3 separate regions of the Sus scrofa genome follow, and regions 2 and 3 are each linked to region 1. Evidence: chromatin contacts called from public Hi-C and HiChIP or PLAC-seq data. All regions are on one chromosome and are shown on one strand. The core of a region is the stretch at or near the end of the contact, and the rest is flanking DNA. Distances in the headings are between cores, read along the strand shown.

Evidence for each region. Hi-C and Micro-C count contacts between places; a contact is called where the count stands out from the background. HiChIP or PLAC-seq counts read pairs in DNA pulled down with a chosen protein or histone mark.
Region 2: an H3K27ac HiChIP or PLAC-seq map of alveolar macrophages shows a contact between it and region 1. The contact joins the promoter of LMAN2 here to the promoter of DDX41 in region 1. A contact is called at or near these places in 2 of 47 Hi-C or Micro-C datasets (heart right ventricle and skeletal muscle) and 1 of 2 datasets of contacts at active chromatin or transcription factors (alveolar macrophages).
Region 3: a contact with region 1 is called in a Hi-C map of heart right ventricle, with 2.5 times the contacts expected there. The contact joins the promoter of RMND5B here to the promoter of DDX41 in region 1. A contact is called at or near these places in 1 of 47 Hi-C or Micro-C datasets (heart right ventricle) and 1 of 2 datasets of contacts at active chromatin or transcription factors (alveolar macrophages).

What each region holds. Positions count from the first base shown.
Region 1 is chr2:80,430,203-80,434,316 of Sscrofa11.1, forward strand. It overlaps DDX41 (probable ATP-dependent RNA helicase DDX41), which reads left to right and starts at 2,863. Exons shown (of 20, transcript XM_021084371.1): 1 at 2,863-3,485; 2 at 3,573-3,683; 3 at 3,966-4,114. The coding sequence starts at 3,459.
Region 2 is chr2:80,593,865-80,598,354 of Sscrofa11.1, forward strand. LMAN2 (vesicular integral-membrane protein VIP36) reads left to right here and starts at 1,424. Exons shown (of 8, transcript XM_013994865.2): 1 at 1,424-1,681; 2 at 1,840-1,958. The coding sequence starts at 1,477.
Region 3 is chr2:80,243,975-80,248,546 of Sscrofa11.1, forward strand. RMND5B (required for meiotic nuclear division 5 homolog B (S. cerevisiae)) reads right to left here and starts at 3,090. Exons shown (of 11, transcript NM_001243800.1): 1 at 3,026-3,090; 2 at 2,730-2,849.

The sequences.
Region 1 (4,114 bases), core at 1,613-4,112:
TTCTTGCACCAGTGTTAAATAGGACAGCTTATCACGTTTTACAGATAAGGAAACTAAAACTAAAACAGGAAAGTGACTCTACAGAGCTCGTCTGGCCAACTAGAACTAGAGTATAGGCCTGTATGACAGCAGCATCTGTGCCCTTTTCTTCTGTTGGGAGGACTCAGGTATGGAAACCCTGAGCATCCCCTCCCCCACACTGTCTCAGTTTCCCTCCCTACAAGATGGGACTTGGTCTCTAAGCAGCTGATGTGAGGAGTCATCAGGAGAAGACTTGAGGCCTTTGTGGGCTCCACATGCACCTATAGCCTGGACAGTTGGTGTCTTCAGGGGAAGTTGGTGGTAAATGTATTTTCTTATAAATTGGATCTGACTTTCCAATGGGAATGGACCATGTAGCCTAAGTACTTGGTACTTGAGGGTTAGGAGAATAATTATGTCTCCTGTAGTGCAAACTACCTCATCTCTCCCTCCCCACCATGGATCTGCTTTGTGAATTCAGGTTTTAATATGACAGACTTGCTAGAAATGCCTCACACACATTCAAATGCCTTTGAATCCCAAATCCTTGCCTCCAGTGTCATTTTTATCTACTAAAACCAACTCATAATTTGAGCTTCTGTGGGGAGCAACAGTGGCAGTGGCCACAGAGTCACTAAGAACCCTTTGTGAAGTGTTGGGACCAGATCAGAAACCACTCCCTCCTACCCCCTAGGTTGAGGTCCCCCCCCCTCCCACCAACTGCCCCCACCCAAGACTGGCAGTACCAGCTTCCTCTTCTAAAGAGGTGAAACAGCATTGACCAGAGGCTCACAATTCCTGGTTCCCTGGCCTTTCCTAATCCCCAAGGAAGTGTGGACACTTCCCTCTGAAACCTTTCTCTGTATACTTACTACCTGTGTTCCTCTCTCCCTTCAACTCTTGCACCAGGCTCCTGTCCTGCAGTTGAATTGTCACAGCTGTCTAAAATTCTGCTTCATCAGAGTTCCCATTGTGGCTCAGAGGTAACAAACCCAGTTAGCATCTATGAGGACTTGGGTTCAATCCCTGGCCCTGCTCAATGGGCTAAGGATCTGGCATTGCCCTGAGCTGCAGTGCAGGTTTCAGAAGTGGGCTAGATCCCATGTGGCTGTGGCTGTGGTGTAGGCTGGCAGCTACAGCTCTGATTCGACCCCTAGCCTGGGAACTTACATATGCTACAGGTGCAGCCCTAAATAAATAAAATTCTGCTTCATAATTACAGTGCAGGTCTACTCAAGCAGCCAGCCACTTTACCTACAGAGAAAGACTTCCGTCAGTGTCATTCATGGCCCTCCAAGCCTGGCCTCTGCCTCTGGCACACTCCAGCCACACCTAATGACCTCTGTCCCCAGCTATGCCTAGCACCTTCAGGTCTCCTGGTTTTAGCTCACTTATTTCCCCCCTTCTCAGATAATTCAGAATTCTTTGTGAATTCTACCATATTCTTCACATCACAACTAAAAAGCCACTTTGACTATGAAAATCAGTTTGCACTGCCTTTGTGCTAATTCCAAAAGTGGTAACTTTTGTGTCTTATGAGATTTCCTGACCTCAAGACCAGTTTTCTGTTTCCATCTCCCCTAATCTGTAAACTCACAAGCCATGTTTGTGTCTTGCTCATCTTTTATCTCCTTCGACACTGGGCACAATGCCCAGCACATACTCATATTTAGTATATGAAGGGGGAGTTCCTTTTGTGGCTCAACAGGTTAAGAACCCAGCATAAGGTCCGTCAGGATACTGGGTTGATCCCTGGCCTTGCTCACTGGGTTAAGGATCACTCATTGTTGCAAGCTGTGGCATAGGCCGGCAGCTGCTCCAGTTTAACACCTAGCCCGGGAACTTCCATATGCCACAGGTGTGGCCCTAAAAAGGAAAAAAATCATATATATGAAAAATCATATGAAAATCATGTATAAGTATTTATGAAAAGAACAGCACTAACCTGTCGCTCCTTTTAAAAAGTCCTCAGTGAGGAGTTCCCGTCACGGCACAGCAGAAAAGAATCCGACTAGGAACCATGAGGTTTTGGGTTCTATCCCTGGCCTCGCTCAGTGGATTGGGGATCCAGCGTTCCCATGAGCTGTGGTGTAGGTCGCAGACGCAGCTCGGATCTGGCGTCGCTGTGGCTGTGTGGCTTTATTCTTCATCACCGTGAACATAAGGTATCACAGGGAGGACCCCTATCCTGGGAACCTCCTTATGCTGGTGGGTGTGGCCCTAGAAAAAGACAAATAAATAAATAAATAATAAAAATAAAAGTCCTCAGTGGATAGTTCCTATTGTGGCTCAGTGGTAAGAAACCTAGTATCCATGAGGATGTGGCTTTGATCCCTGGCCCCGCCCAGTAGGCTAATGATCCGCAATGTTATGAGCTGTGGTGTAGGTTGCAGAGGAAGCTCTGGATATGGCGTGGAGTGGCTGTGGTGTAGGCAAACAGCTGCAGCCCCTAACCCGAAAACTTCCATATGTTGCAGGAGCGACCCTAAAAAGAAAATAAAAATAAAAGGCCCCAATGAAATTGAAATTACTTACCCTGACAGTCTCGGCCCTGCATGCTCTGGATCTACTTTTCCAGCTTTAGCTCTGACTATCCCCTTCTGATACAAGCCAAGTGATCTCTTTGTTCCCTGAGGAACTTGCACATGGCCAGAACTTCACTCCCACTGGACCCTCTATCACGAAGCCTCTCTCTTCCTCTCCTGCACTCCCAGCTCTGAGACTCCACAGATCCAGTTCTCCTAGAAGACTTCTCTGGTTCTCCGATCACTGTCTGAGCTCTGTTACAGCATTTACAATAATAATCGTTTACATACATGTACAGCCCCTCAGAAACCACCGTCATCAGTATTTCATTTATTCTTCATCACCGTGAACATAAGGTATCACACAGATGAGAATCCCAGTCAGGGCGGCAGCATGTGTTGAGTCATTTATTCTGCAAGCCCCACCCTGACCCCTGTGGCCCGTGAGAGTTAATGGCGGCTGGAGAGAGCGGGGCGGGATCCCAGCTGGCCCGGTCCCAGAGCTCCCTGGCCACGAGAGGACAGTGTCCGCTAGCGGGGGTGTACCAGGTAACGTCACGCCTTAGGCGAGGCTGGGCACCTGGCAAGCCGCCCTCTTCGGAGTCAGCAGATTCCACGCTTCAAACAGGATCGGCTTGAGCCTTCAGCGCATGCTCCAAATTTTGCAGCGTCCAACGGTGCCTTGCCTAAGGCTTTAGCTCTCAGCCCTGGCAACAGCTGCGTAGCCGCCCACAGGGAACTGGGATGCGGCTCCGCCAGACAGGGACTCAGGAGAAAGTTTGTCCCTCTGCGCGATCCGGCACTCAGGTCGCTGCTAGCTGCCGACGTCTGCTTCTTCACATCTGATTGGATAGCATCATAGGAAAGGCGGGGGGCGGGGGTTTGCCGTGGCGCGCATGCGTATAGCAAAGAATGGAGGAATCCGAACCAGAGAGGAAGGTGGGAGCTTTGCTCGCTGGGGTCCGCGTGGGTTGCGAGTGGTAATGAAGTCGGGGAGTCTGGGCCTTGACTCGTGTATATCTGCAGCGGGCTCGCACCGACGAGGCAACTGCCACAGGAAGCCGCTCCGAGGCGGAGGATGAGGACGATGAGGATTATGTACCCTACGTACCACTGCGACAGCGCCGGCAGTTGCTGGTCAGGGCCCTGGGTCGCGGGGACGAATGAGGGCAGGAATGAGGGTTTGGCTGTGGCATGGGGGATGGCCCCAGGTTTGCAGAGTGAGGTGTCAGTATACAGGAGCATGGTCCCCAGGCAAAGGGGGGAACTGGTGAGGCGACGTGATCTGAGGGATGGGGCAGCTCTGCACCTCGGGGCACAGGATCCTCTCCCAAGAGCCAGGATCCTGACACCTGCCCCTGGGTCCAATGCCCCACTCTGCATTGGACTCGGCTCTGAGAGGCGCTCGTGGAACCTCAGCTCCAGAAGCTGCTTCAGCGAAGGCGCAAGGGAGCTGCGGAAGAGGAGCAGCAGGACAGCGGCAGCGAACCCCGAGGAGATGAGGACGACATCCCGCTGGGCCCTCAGTCCAACGTCAGCCTTCTGGATCAGCACCAGCACCTCAAAGA
Region 2 (4,490 bases), core at 174-2,673, 160 kb after region 1:
CTGTGGCACAGAGGATTAAGGACCTGGCATTGTCTCTGTGGCGGCTACTGAGGTATGGGTTCGATCCTTGCCTTGACACAGTGGGTTAAGGATCTAGTGTTGCCATAGGTCACAGCTGTGGCCTGGATTCAATCCCTGCTCTGGGAACTTCCATATGCTGTGGGTGTGGCCAAAAACACTGCAGCCTCTTGGAGGCCTTGTGGAATGCCCAGGTCTTTGCAGAGACACAGATAAATCTCTGGAAGGGTGTACCCCTTGGAAGAGGAATTTTGTTATATCTATAGATATTTAGACATAACAAACATAGCTATATGACACACACACATATATAGCTAATTTTGTAGCTAATTTAAAAAAGATGTCTCAGCACTTAATCTTGAATAAGTTCATTCATTCAAAAGGAGCAAGCAACCAACTAAACCACCCTGTGCTCTATAACAGGGGTCATTAACTCAACGGGCTAGAGGGGCCAGGCAGGTGCTGTAAATTAGCGGCCAGAATGGAGATTAGTTTAGAAAAGGAAGGAATTTTTATGAGGGCAGCTCTATGAGCTTGGTGTGGTCGGGTCTTACGATTTTTCCTTAGAAGCTGGAAATTTGGATTTTTAATGTGTATTTGTCTCCTGATTTAAAATAACAGTAGTTATGTCCTTATTGAAACACCATCAGCAAGAGCTGTATTTGGCTGTGGGCCACCAGTTGTCCACCTTTGATCCACAGTCGGCTTTCCTGGATGCTTCTTGTTGCAGCAGGCAGGCACAGCAATCATTTAGATATTAACGGGTCCCAGTCATCACTGGGAAAGGATTCAGGTCTGCCCCTTCTGATGAAACCCAACTGGGCCTGAGGAACTGGAAGGAGTGGACGCCATCTAATAACAGAATTCTAAGTTGCTAAAGGTGTGGAGCTAGGGTGGGTGAAGCCAGAGATGGCTAAAGGCTCGCCTGGGATCACCCAATGAGTTCCAGGTGGCGCGGGAGTTGGAATTCAGGCCTCCGCCTTCAATTCAGAATTCCTTTCTCCTCGGACTGGAAAAGGTTACTCTAGGGATCAGACCAGTGGCCAGAGACCAAGAGCTTTGTAGATTTCTACCCAGCCTGCACGAGAGGCCTAGAAAAACTACAAGTCCCAGCATGCCCCGTTCCACAGACGACCCTAGCGCTGCTCGCAAATCTTCCCTCTGCTCCAGGTTGGCACACAAGCCGAACGTGCTGTTCCATGATTGGTTGCTGTTCTTTTCGCCCGTTAAAACCCATTCCTGAGTCTGGCTGACAGGCGCCTCGCAGCCGCCAAGGCACTCTACTAGAATAGAGGTCTGATCAGCAAATAAAGACCCCATTCCCTCGGCAGCGAGGCTTTGTTTTTGCTAGAAACTCCCAGATAAAGCTAGGGTTGGAGCGCTTCCGGCCGGAGGCCATTAGATGGAACACCCGGAAGGCGGAAGTCCTAGGACGGAAGTGCCCGAGAGGAAAGGGGAATGGCGGCGGCGGCGGCGGCAGGCTGGTTTTGGCTCTGGGGCTGGGGCCGGCGGTGCCCGGGGAGGCCTGGGCTTCCCGGCCCCGGCCCTGGCCCCATTACACGTTTACTCTTTCTACTGTTGCTGGGGCCAGTGACTGCGGATATAACTGACGGCAACAGCGAGCACCTTAAGCGGGAGCATTCGCTTATTAAGCCCTACCAAGGTGAGGCCTGGGGCGGGAATGAGTGCAGGGTGAGGGCGAGGCCGGGTAGAGTTGGGGAACGGGTGCCTTTCTTCTGGTCAGGGCATCTTTGTGAGTTTCCTGTCTCTGGCAAATCTCGGCCTGGCCTGGCCTGTGTGTGCCCATGTCTCTGCCCACAGGGGTCGGTTCCAGCTCCACGCTCTTCTGGGACTTCCAAGGCAGCACCATACTCACTAGCCAGTACCTGCGTCTGACCCCTGACGAGCGCAGCAAAGAAGGCTCTATTTGGAACCACCTGGTGAGTGGCTCCCAAGAGGCTGGGTAGACCATTAAGTAAGTCACTACAGACAGTCTTCAGCAGCCCAGACCTGAGCTTGGTTTGAAGGCCCGCCGCCTTCTCCATCTTGATCACACCTGCCAGTAATAACAGGTAATGACTTCTAGAGTTACCATGTGTCAAGAGCTGGGCTTGACACTTTATACACCCTTCTCTGTTCATTCTTTCAAAAGCCTGTGAAGTAACTGATGTTATCTCCATTTTACTGATTAAGAACTTAACACTCTTGAAAGTGCCTTCCACGAAGTCACATAGCCAGTAAGTAGTAGAGCTATTGGCTGTCTGAACTGAACCCTCTCATTAGTGGGATAAATGGAACAAATAGGGTCTTTATTGGGTGTTTTGTGTGTGTTAGGCACTGACTTTAACATACCTTATTGCTTTTAATTCTCATAAACAAACTGATACAGATGGTTGTTGTAGTTTTATGCAAAGCTAACACAGACAGCCAATAACATAAACAGTTAAATTCTTTTTTTTTTTTTTAAATGGGCAAGAAATGGATTTATTAAAATTGTGAGAGATGCAAGCGGGCAGGCAAGGAGGCTCTACAACAGTTAAATTCTGATCTGTCTCATGTCCAAGCCCAGCAATTCGCTTGCTACGCCTGACCCTAGCCCGGACAAAGGAGGAGCCCCTTAGAAATAGTTGCAGACTCAGTCCCCTTCCCCAGTGTTTGATTGAGGATCTAGTCAACAATAGTAATGTAGGGGCTGAACTTGTGGACAGTTTTAGTTTCTGTGACCTTTGGCGTAGAGGTTAGGGAGCCTCAGTTGTCTCTGGTGTGTCATACATGGGCAGTGGCCAAAATCAGCTGCTGTGCAGACTCCACACGGAGGAAGTTCTGGAAAGGGGTGAAAGGGGAATGATTTGGGGCAAAGCCTACTCCTCCCCAGCCTGCTTGATCCCTAAGCTCTTGGCCGCTGTCCTAGTTTTCTCCATCACTCTGCTCTTTGGTCCCTTCTGGATGACTTCCCCATTTAGTTCTGAGAGTCCATGCTGTCCTTGTGTTGCTTTATCTGCCTGTTATCTCCTTGCCTTCCTGCTAGGGGCATCCGGGCTTTAACTCTGATCCACAGAGCCTGGGGTCTCCCGTGAAGAGATAAACGTACGTTATGCATGTACAGCCTGGCCCCTGGTGCTTGGCATCTCTGGTCATTCACTCTTAATTTTGTTCTAGCTTCTCTGGCTGCCTTCTTGCCTCAGGACCTTTGCACTTGTTCCCTCCATCTGGAACACTGCCTCCGGGCTCTTCATGCCCGCTTGGTTCCTTCTCATCTGTTAAGACTTAGCTTTAGAGCCACCCACTCAGAGTATGTCAATAACTACCTTATTTCCCCCGAGTCACATTCTGTTATGTTATTCTGACATAGGGCTTTTGGATAACATTTTAAAATGATAATGTATCCTTGTATTTTTCAAGGAAGTGAGTTCAGCGTAGCATTAGAATTTTTTTTTTTTTAAATGAGGTACAAAGAGTGCCAGAACTGTTAGAAATTGATTCTAGGAGGTAGTTGGTGGTTGGCAGTGTCACAGGGCTGAGAGAATTCTGCACCTTGCCTTCATCAAATTTTCATAGTCTGGAATATACTTGTCCTGTCTTTCTTCCCCCACCTCTTTTTTCAGCTTCAGGGACCTTTTTTATTAGGCCCTGCAGGTATTCCTCAAAGGGTTGGAGTGTTTCCTGTAATTCCTGAAATTGCTTGGAATGCTTAGAATTTTCTGCCCAGAGATTCCCCGCCCTGTGTTATTTATTTATTTATCGAAGTATAGTTGTTTTATAGTCTTGTGTTTAGTTTCAGGTGTACAGCAAAGTGATTCATGTATATATATATAAATCTTTTTCAGATTCTTTCCCCATATATGTAATTACAAAATATCGAGTATAGTTCCCTTGGCTATATAGTAGGTCTTTGTTGTTTATCTGTTTTATATATACTAGTGTCTATATGTTACTCCCAAATTCTTAATTTATCCTTTCCCCCCGTACTTCATTCCTTTTTATGGCTAAATAATATTCTTGTCCCGGTGTGTACACTGCATTTTGTTTATCCAGTCATCTGTTGGTGGACACCTGGGTTGTTTCCACCTTTCAGCTATTGTGAATAGCACTGCAGTGAACACAGGTGTGCATGGGTGAGTGTTGGGGGCATCTGCTTTCACTTGGTATATATCTAGGAAGTAGAATTGCTGGAGCATATGGTAACTCTGTTTAACTTTTTGAGGACCACCAGACTATTTTCCACAGCAGCCACACTATTTGACGTTCTCACTAGCAATGCACCAGGGTTCTAATTTCTTTACATATTCACAGTACTTATTTTCCATTTTTTCCCCCATTTTTATTTAATAATAGCTAGCCTAACAAGTTAAAGTGGTGTCTTGTGGGCTTGATTTGTGTTTCTCTAATGATTAATGATGCTGAGTATCTTTTCATGTGCTTATTCGCTATTTGTATATCTTCTTCTGTGAAAATATATCTGTCCAAGTCTT
Region 3 (4,572 bases), core at 1,840-4,339, 190 kb before region 1:
AAGAGTGTCTGGAAACCAGAATCACCATCTACCACAAATAAACACAGCTCAGGAAAGGTTAGGACCCCACTGAGGAAAATAGTCTGGCCCTGTCAGACATCAACTAATGCCAGGATCATTAAAGAGAAGCCCAAGCCAGCACCTTGAAATTATACTAAAGCTAGGAAGATGATGGGTATAAGAATTTTCATCACGGGGTCGTGGCAGGGAGTAGGAAACAACCTAGGGGCCCCATCACTGGAGGAAACCATAAGTCAAGGAAGTAAAATGTGGGGGATGCATCTATGGAAACCTGAGTAGCACTAAGAAATCAGGTTCCAGGAGTTCCCATCGTGGCGCAGTGGTTAACGAATCCGACTAGGTACCACGAGGTTGCGGGTTCGATCCCTGCCCTTGCTCAGTGGGTTAACGATACAGTGTTGCCGTGAGCTGTGGTATAGGCTGCAGACGTGGCTCGGATCCAGCGTTGCTGTGGCTCTGGCGTAGGCCGGTGGCTGCAGCTCCAATTTGACCCCTAGCCTGGGAACCTCCATATGCCATGGGAGCGGCCCAAGAAATAGCAAAAAAAGACAAAAAAAAAAAAAAAAAAAAGAAAGAAGGAAAGAAATCAGGTTCCAGATATACTCACAGCAACATCAAAAAGATCCCAAAACATAGTACTGAAGGGAAAAAAAAGAAACAAAATGAAGCCCAGGCAGAATACCATTTATAGAGATTAAAAATATATGCATACAACCAAGGACACAAGCAAAAAAAAGGATATATGCTGAACACATCAGAGTGGTTTGCTACAGTGCAGGGAGAAGGGAGGAATGCGGGTAAAAGAGAATAAGTAAATAAATGCAAAGGAGAAAAAGGCCCTGCAGGGACCAGTTAAATGTATCGTGAACTGAGAAGTGTGATTACCTCAATAAAAAAAAATTGTAAATAAAATAAACAAGATGGGAAAGCAGAACTGCTTGCAGTTATTTCACCTGAAAAGATTAAGAGGCCAATTCAGAGTGTCCAAGGTGAAGCATTCTGCCTTAATCAGTCAGTCATCTTCACCAGGCACAAGGATAGAGGAGTGTATGAGTTTGTCTTCAGGATTAATCCAGGGAAGTTCAATTCCACTGTCCTAAGCCCACCTCCCTAAGGTTTCACTTGGACAGAAATCACCTACCAGGGTGACCCTTCCAAAACAACACATCAGATCCCATCACCACATACAAGCCCTTTGCAACTGCACTTTCACTTCCTTCGCACAAGCTGTTCAGAGCGCCCTCAACACTTTCCTGCACGGAGAACACAAGATGCAGTTTTATCATCAGCTCCTCAACGAATCTCCCTGCCTCCTCTTCTGCTTCACAAACAAAACCTTTGTTGAGGGTGTCCATTCCACACACATCTGAGTTCCCAGCACTGCAGCATGCCTACTCGCTCGTCCACCTCCCCACACTAGACTGCTCAGGGCTGGAATCCAATCTCATCCTCTCTCCCTTCAGTGCCCTGGTCCACAATGGGTGCATCCACTTCCTAACTAGGGGGCCTGAGCTCAAACCTGCCAGGGTTAGGCAGGAAGAAATATTAAAATCCCCACCAAGGCAGGCATATGGGTTTTGTCTCCAGTGTTCAGTATCCTAAAACAAGAGGGCCCTTTCTGGTGCCAGGGAGGAAGAAGGGAAATGTGCACACATTACAGAAAGGTCCCCGTTGTCTGACACTGAACTGAACAGCCTCTGCTGGCCCAACCCTTCATCTTTTGCACCCCCACCTTTATCCATTTTCACCCTACACATCACTCCTCTGTTTAAAACCCAATAGATTCCCACTGTACTTAGAATAAAAACCCTTCTTTTTTTCTTTTTTGGCCACGCCCAAGGCATGCAGAAGTTCCCAGGCCAGGGATTGAATCTGCACCAGTGACAACACTGGATCCTTAAACCACTGAGCCACCAAGGAACTCCACCACCCTTTTTATGCCCAAAATCTCTCTCTCTGCTCCTACCATTCTCCCCCTCAATGGCCATATTCCAACCACACTAGCCTTCCTTCCATTTCTTTTCTTTGTCTTTTTGCCTTTTTTAGGGCCGCATCCGTGGCATATGGAGGTTCCCAGGCTAGGGGTCTAATTGGAGCTGTAGCCACCAGCCACAGCCACGCGGGATCCGAGCTGCGTCTTCGACCCACACCATCGCTCATGGCAACGCCGGATCCTTAACCCACTGAGCAAGGCCAGGGATCGAACCCACAACCTCATGGTTCCTAGTCGGATTCGTTAACCACTGCGCCACGACGGGAACTCCTTCCTTCTATTTCTTGAACATCAGTTTATGTCTACCTCAGAGCTTTTGCACTGGCTGTTCCCTCTGCCTGGAACACTCTACTCCCAGATCTTCCTGTGGCTAGTTCCTTATCAGAGTCTCAAACGCAAACGTCATTTCTCCAGAGACGCTCTCCTAGACCACAGTATCTAATGCTGCCCCCTCTGCCCCACCCCACACCTGTCGCTCTATCAATTCACCCTGTTCCTTATTCTCATTGCACACCTTTTTTTTTTTTTTTTTTTGTCACATTTTTTGTCATTAACCAAAACTGGAGCGAGGTAAAAGCCCACCGTTTTTCTGGACGTCAGCCACCACTGGGAGTTTCACCTGCGTGAACATGCAAATTGCTGGCAAACTCCTACTCATCCTTCAAAAGACCTTAGTCGAATGCCCTGCCTGGCTCCCACGTCCGTAACGGGTTACCTCCGACCCCGCCGGGTCGCACTAGATTGGGACGTCTGAGTTCGAGCGACTCCCCCAGCAAGGGTGGCTCCTCGAAGGTTCTGAGTTTGTGAGGGTCCAACTCCCAGCCTGGGCCGACGTCTGTGGAGAAAACAAGGGCAAAGAGGACTGGTCGGGGGGCTTATTCGCGGGGCTTCAGAGAAGACCCGGAGGCTGGGAGTCTAGCGAAACACGGGCCCCCAGCGCCCGAGTCCGTGGTCCCGGCGCGCCCTGCCCTCTAGTCGCACCTCCCCTCCCGGAAGCTCGCGGCCTCTCACCTGGTCCCGCAGCCTTGGCCCTGGCTTCCGGCGCCGAGCCGCTGCCATCGGAACCGGAAGCTACTGGCCGTTGCTCCGCAGCTCCGGACTCGCCCACTCGCGGCTTCAAGGAGGGGTGGCCAAGCCTCCCCCTCCCGCGTGCCAAGGTTGGAGTCGCCCGCAGGATCCCCGCGGCAGCTGGCTGCCTCACCTCCCGAAGTCGGGACGCTGCGCAGGTGCTCCCCTGGGCCCTCGGGGCCGCCGGCAGAGCCCCGAACCTTCCCTTCAGCGGGAAGGAATCCGAGCGACCCACTTGCTGGCCAGCGGGTGTGCGCACTGCGGCGCCTCGTTCAGAAGTCTTAAACCAGAAATGACTGTGCCTCCCCCCCCTCCCCGCCCTCCAACTTCGTTTAAAATAAAGACATTTGAGAACTATGTCTAGATACTCATATTGCAATAGAACAAAGGGTGGGGGGGAAAATGTGTACATGTAAGAGTAACTTGATCCCCATGCTGTACAGCAGGAAAAAATAAAATATAAAAAAATAAATTAAAGACAGTACTGAACAACACAATGCCTGTAAGCGATCCAACGGTTAGGCTTTCCCGCGACAGCGCCTTGATTCTCTTTTTGAAATATCAAATGATGTTTAAAAGAAAAGTTCCTCTTTTCTGCCCTATCCCTGCTGCTCCTCTAAGCCCGGACTTAATACTCTGGGCGTTCAACAGAATTAAATTCTACTGTGAGAGACCGACCCCCTGCTCTGCTGCCCTCCATCGGTCGCCCTCCTTTTGGAGTTGGGGGGGAGACGGGTTGCACAATTGCCCTAAGGAGGGAGAAATAAGGATTGGGAAGGAGGAGAGAGGAAGCAGTGATCCCAAACGCAGGCCAAGACTGAATTCCCCCTCCCAGGTCCCCTTCCTCTGCAGGGAAAAGGCAGAGAAGTTTCCCACCTCCTCCTCAGACTTAAGGGACTTGGACTAGAAAGAGCGCAAGAGAAAAGACTCGGTCTCATTTTCCATAACTTCCTGCTCTCTTTTAGACCAGATTCATTCCAGGGCATTTTACCCTCTAACCCTCCACGCCTCCTCCCCACTCCCATAAAACACGCTTGCACAATCTTGGTTTGTTTTCTCTATAGCACTTGCACAATCCAGTCCTGTTTTCTTTATAACATTTAACTTTAAATTATCTTGAGCGTATATTTGCTTATTCTTGTTCTTCCTGCCCCTAACACCCCACCCCCCTACACACACACACACACACACACACACCCTCTTTTAGGATAAAAGCTCCATCCAGGCCAGGACTTTCTAATCATCGCTGTTATATCTCCAACATTCTCCAACATATGTGCTTGGAACACAGTAGGTGTGCAGAAATAGTCTGAAGTGACCAGTATCCTCCACTTATGAATGAGGAAACTGCGGCTCCAAAACCTGACGAAACACGCAATGAAGAGGGCGGTGCACAGCACCTCCTGGAGCCCGCGTGAGCGTCGCAGCATCCTGGAGAGGCGGGTCTGCTCTGCACGGTGAGCCTGGGTGGTCCTGGCCCAGGCTAGAGT